Regions from separate parts of the Zea mays genome. Here region 2 is linked to region 1. The links are chromatin contacts, called in public Hi-C maps. All regions are on one chromosome and are shown on one strand. Each heading gives the region's core, a stretch centred on a gene start, on an enhancer-like site or on the middle of the called end of the contact. The rest is flanking DNA. Distances are from core to core; before and after follow the strand shown. Region 1 has its middle 34 kb from the start of LOC103627529. Region 2 holds the start of LOC542197 (INDETERMINATE-related protein 10).

What was found. A called contact is a pair of places that touch in the nucleus more often than the background predicts.
Region 2: a contact with region 1 is called in a Hi-C map of endosperm, with 1.8 times the contacts expected there. The contact joins the promoter of LOC542197 here to the enhancer-like site in region 1. A contact is called at or near these places in 2 of 25 Hi-C or Micro-C datasets (ear and endosperm).

What each region holds. Positions count from the first base shown.
Region 1 is chr5:198,313,523-198,316,257 of Zm-B73-REFERENCE-NAM-5.0, reverse strand. No RefSeq gene overlaps it. Among protein-coding and RNA genes, the nearest start is that of LOC103627529, 34 kb to the right of the region's middle. Within about 2 kb of position 1,422, at least 19 of the 20 cell types and tissues checked have an H3K27ac peak or open chromatin away from gene starts, as enhancers often do. A contact at or near this core is called in ear and endosperm, where this site is marked.
Region 2 is chr5:198,574,356-198,577,374 of Zm-B73-REFERENCE-NAM-5.0, reverse strand. It overlaps LOC542197 (INDETERMINATE-related protein 10), which reads right to left and starts at 1,439. Exons shown (of 4, transcript NM_001111811.2): 1 at 1,245-1,439; 2 at 419-766. The coding sequence starts at 641.

The sequences.
Region 1 (2,735 bases), core at 173-2,672:
CGCCGCGCAGCCATGCCTGATTCATCTGCGTAGTACCATGCATGATGGTGGAGCGGTTGGCGGCTGACCAGACCAGAGCCTTCGGCAGGCCGGATTCTTTGGTTCTTTCAGACCAAAACAAAGCAGCATGTAGCTGCCAGCCAGGAGGACACACACCTGGTCCAGCTCAAATGATATATGCTAGTGCCGTCAACTATTCAACTGTGCTGGTGCGTCAACTATTCCGCCATGACCCAACGCAGCCATGCACGCACGCGGCAGCACAGGCCCACGGCCACGAGGCCTACGGCCTCAGGCCTCGACCCCTCGAGCGGCGGCAACAGTGCGGCAGCCGTGCAGAACCAGCGGTGAAAGAAAAAGAGCGGCCGGCACGTGTTCGTGCAAGACGGATCGCAATAAACCACTCTCTCTAGCTCGCTAGGCACCGGATGAATGAATGATAAAAGGCAGAGATTGAGAGATGTCGAGGCGCGGACCTAACTACATTTGTAGCCAATCCATGCGCAGGCCATGTCAGAATTCAGCCGCGGGTATTTCTATAAATTTCTGCATTATGCTTATGATTTTAGCAACGTTTCACTGTTACTTTCTATCCGATGGGCCTGCCGGTAAGCGTCAAAACCACTTTCAATTAACCTAATTATGGATCGTCAGACCCGACCCAACCAACCGTATTTGTTTTAGGGCTTATTCGTTTGTACCGGATTGGTGGGTCGGAACGATTTCCTAATCGGATTGCTTTTCTAATTTATATAAACTTTAATTAGCTGGAACGATTCCGGTTGCAATCCGACATAAACGAACAAGGCCTTAGGGATTTACGAACCATGCTAAATAACCACGACCTGATTTTGACCTGATCCCACGTTTGTACCTGTCTTCTTTCAGTAGGGATTTACGAGTTTTAGGGCGTGGCGTTAAACGAATCTGACATGGCATAAGAAAAATAGAAAAAATATAATAAGAGTTTTATAGGGCGATAAAATTTCTTCACTCTCGCAGTCTCTAGGTAAACTAATTTCTAAGATTCGTATAGGTCAACTATCTTAGGTTTAACAAACTTTACAAAAAAAATAGTGCTTATAATATAAAATAAGTATATTATAAAATATATTATGTGTGATACGATGATATCTAACGATACTAATATAATATTATATGTTTTAGCGTTTTTTCTAGAAAAATATCGAAGTTTAATTTTTTTAAAACTCTAGCAAAACAATTTATTCAGGGACATAGAGGAGTTTTGAACACAGAATAGTACTGGAAACTGGCCTAGCCATTTCTGCGGCGCCAATCCCGGCCTTTCGCAGAACATTATCGGCCGGCCGCCGGCCCGACGTTTTGCGAACCTTGACGACATGCTCGTACTCGTCTCCTGCCCGAATAGCCTAGCTAGTGGCCCAGTAATGGATAGCCCATAAAAATCTGCCACGGGCAACCCAACGTGCGAACTGGGTAAAGGCCTATCGCCGCGTGCATGCCAGCAGGTTTAGTTAGCTCTTTTTTTTTTTTTGCATTTTCTTTGCTTTGGGGTCCCCTTTTCCTTCTAATATTTGTATCAATAATACCTGCTTATGGACTAAACACTAGACAGATGTATTTTAAAGCAAATACTCTCTCCGTCCCAGTTTATTATTCACTTGCCTTTTTTATCACAAGTTTTACCAACTCGTCTTATTCAAAAAAATTATAGAAAAAACAAATAATTCATTGTGGTTTTGTTTATTATCAAATATACTTAATATATGAATTAAATTTTCATCTTTTCATGATTTTTTTGAATAAGACGAGGGGTCAAAATTATGGTTAAAAAAGTGAAATGAATTATATTTTAAATCGGAGGGAGTACTATACATGCTTGCAAGCCGGGATGTGCGTTTGTGACAAAAAATGTCCATGTTGATGTTAGCGAAGAAGCAACTACTTTAATTAAGGGCTTGTTTGGTTAACTCTCAATACATGTGGATTGAGTGAGATTTGATGGGTTTGAATACTAAACAAGTCAGACTTTTTAATTTTTCCTAATCCCATCTAATCCATGTGTATCGGGAATAACTGAACAAAACCTAAGTGGGGTCCCGTGCTGATAGCCTGTCAAAATCTCTGTGCTGGAACCAAATTCAAACGGTCCATTCCTTTCAATTTTCTGAACAATTCAGGTAACAACACTAGCACGAGTTGATGCACTGTCCTTGCTAGATGTGTTGTGCTTGGTCTTGGAGGACGGGAGCCCATTGCCTGCACAGTTCGGAAGGTCCCTGAACTAGACGTGTCCCTAGCAAGTAGCAAGCGACACTCGCGTCTGTCTCACCATGTTGCTCCACGGACCGGACGACGGTCAGGCGATCCCCAGCAAGTCCAGCTGCGGCCAGGGGGGCTCAGGGTCAACCTGTCGGGCACCCACCCAACAAGGCTCTCGTTCCATGTCCCGACGCTGGCCGCGCCCTGTCTGGCAGCTTTCGAGTGTGCAAAAAATTTAGATGACTCGAGGGGCTTGGGGCCTTGACTTTAGGGGAACTTGGTGTGATCTCGCATCCATCCGCGGAGCCGCACGGGGGAAGGAGCGGAGGAGCCGCCGAGCTGGCCGCTTACCGCTACCTCCTTCCGCGTCGGTGTGTAGGGGTGTGGCCATGTACTCGTCCGGCGACCTGAGAAGATTCTGACCAGATTTAATTGGGTTTGATCTATTTTTATTTCACAATTAAATTAAGTAGAGTAAAAACATTTAAGGC
Region 2 (3,019 bases), core at 190-2,689, 260 kb before region 1:
GGTGAGGCTACGCGCTTTAAATGAAGTACTAGCTAGCCAGTAAACATGCATGTGACGACTGGGATGCGGACAAAATTAGCGGAAGGCACGAGATGACGGGAGCACACGAAGATGAAGATCTGCCGAAGAATATAGCTCCATTTCATGTAGTTCGAACCCAGCGGGGAACAAAGAACAACCTTCAACGGAGGATAACACAGCTTTGCATTATTGACGACGAACCACAAGTTCCAGAGAACCAAGAAACTTTAGATAAGATTTCCATAGAAATACGAAGAAGCTCTCTCTCTCTCTCTCCTGTATATATGAAGAAAATCGCGCCAAATCCCGGCCCCATAATTAAGATCCATTCGGAGAAGATGCATGGTTGGAACTACTGGAAAGGGTATTTATTTGCATGCCCGCTCGGGTTAATTACCTGGTAGGTTTCTCTTCTTCTTCACTGCCGGCGGGGTTGCCCCTGCCGCCTGGCCGGGCCCCGCCGACGACGAAGCGGCGTTGAGCAGCGGCGCAGGTGGCATCTGGTGCTGGTGCTGGTGCTGGTGCTGCTGCGCAAGCAGCGGCTTCATCTGGTCTTGGTGGTCGGCATCCCTAATTCCAAACATGGCTGCCACAGCGGCCGCTGATGAATTGGATGCCATCGCCGCCTCCAGATTTGTCCCTGAGAAGCCGGTCAAGAACAAGGGAATCTTTTCCCTTTCGGTAGCCGCCCTTGCCTCTGGGTTGTTGGACACTAGCAGGGCTGTCGATCTTCTCTCTACCCTCCCTTCACCAAAACAAGCAGCGGTCTCCAATTCAGGCAAGGCAAGAACAAACCCAAACTATCCAAGCAAGAACCAAGAGACTGTCACTACTGCTGGACGTCATGCGAGCGAGCAAGCAAGCGCAAGAAGATGTCAGAAAAGCTAGCTCTTTTTTTTTCCGAAAGAACCAAAAGGAAGGCGCAAAAGGAGATCGAATTGAAGGGAGAAGAAGCGCGTGAGTGTGTGGCTGGCTGCAAATTGATCTGAAACAACAAAGGAACCCGCACGAAGCTGTGGGGGGAAAAACAACAAGGGATTAGGGCTCGTCCAAGAACAACAAAACAACAAGGAGCGCAGGAAATCCAAGGCACGCAGTTGCACTCAAAACAAGCGAGAAAAGGCGACCGCGAGCAAAAGCTCGCAAACACCAAAATCCACACGTATAGAAAAGAACCAAAGTGATCGAGAAAAGGGAGATGACTTTGCTTCTCTTGTCGATACCTTCCTCCCCTAGCTCGTTCTCGAGTGCTGCCACTAGCTGTTGCTTGCTCTCGCTATGGTTCTTGCTGGCCTAGCATAGAACTCATGGCGAAGGAGAAGAAGTGGAGAGGAGGATATGGAGGAGGCTAAGAAGGTTGTTGTCTGATTTCTTTCTCATTCTTGTCATACTTTTCTCTCTCTCCTCTCTACTTTCCGTCGTCCTTCTTTCCACACTACTATGTGCTGCTGTGCTAGTAATATAACAACCATTTTATTTTCTGTATTTTTTTTGAAGAGAAATCGATGTGTGGTCTTTATCTCAACTTTCCCAAGGGCTAGCTAAGTGTAGAGTGAAATTATTAAAAAAACAGTAAAGTTTAATATATACATATGACTCACAGCAAGACAGGGACGTGAGAATAGAGACAGGGTACAGATGATGCCATGATTTGAGATGAGGGCAAAGCTCACGCAGAGAGGCAAGCGGTGTCGTGAAGCGGCTGATGACTTGGGTCCACCGACCGTGGGAGCTTGAGCTTGTTACCCTACGCTCACCACACCTCACACACGTCCGCTCGCTCGTGTGCGCTGCTCCGCGCATGTACACATGACACAGTACGCACACGAGCGGCTGGATTATCAGTTTTGAGAGGGAGATGGAGGTACGTGTGCGAAGCTCTTTTTTTTTAAAAAAAGTCCTGCTTTAGGTTATTACATCGTGTAAATTGGTGCAATGAATTATTATTTGATTTTTTTTGAAAGTTTAAGTTACAAAACTGCAGAGCCACATTATTAAAAAAATCTTCCGTGGGAGGAACTTTTTTCTCTATAATACACACAAAGTGACTGCGTAAATATTTTGACATAGAATTCTCTTCCTATATCGCATTACAAAAACAATTACACAAGCCTAAGATAAATAACTTGTAAAGTGTTAAGTTGGAGAATAACCTTTAGAAATAACACTTAAGTTCCCACAAAACATTGAGTATGCTGAATGCGCTAGCGCAAACCCGATTATAGCTTAGTCTCGATTGAAAAAAATCATTTAGTCCCGATTTTCCACCAAGACTATATATTTGGGAGTAAATACCGCGTTCTTTAGTCCCGAATAAGTTAGTTAGTATTAAAGAAGACCTTTAGTTTTGACTAGTGTTAAGATTTTTTTCTTTTATGATTTTTTCATTCAATTGTTTTTAATTTTAAATAGTGTCACATTCGGTTTTAAGAAGACAACCGAATGTGAATCATATATATGTCAAGATCAAATTTATGCACACAATGATGTTGTTAGTGAACATACCATCACTCAGTACTCAAATTTATGCGAAGCTCTTTTATTTGCTTTGGTTTGTGTTGGCATCAATCACCAAAAAGGGAGAGATTGAAAGGGAAATAGGGTCAAACCTTTTCCTAAATGATTTTGGTGGTTGAATTGCCCAACACAAGTAATTGGACTAACTAGTTTGCTCTAGATTATAAGTTCTAAAGGTGCCAAAGGTTCACAACAAACTAATAAAAAGTCCAAGAAAGGGTTCAAATATAAAGGAGCAAAACCAACCGAAGGCTGCCCTGGTCTGGCGTACTGGACTGTCCGGTGCACCACTGGACAGTGTCCGGTGCACCAGGGTGAATTCACTCGAACTGCTCAGCTTCGGGTTTCTGGGAATGCCACTCCGCTATAATTCACTGGACTGTCCGGTGTAGCACCGGACTGTCCGGTGTGGCAAGCGGAGCAACGGTCGCCAGCGCAACGGTCGAGTTCAACGATCGGCTGACAACGCTACAGTGCACGG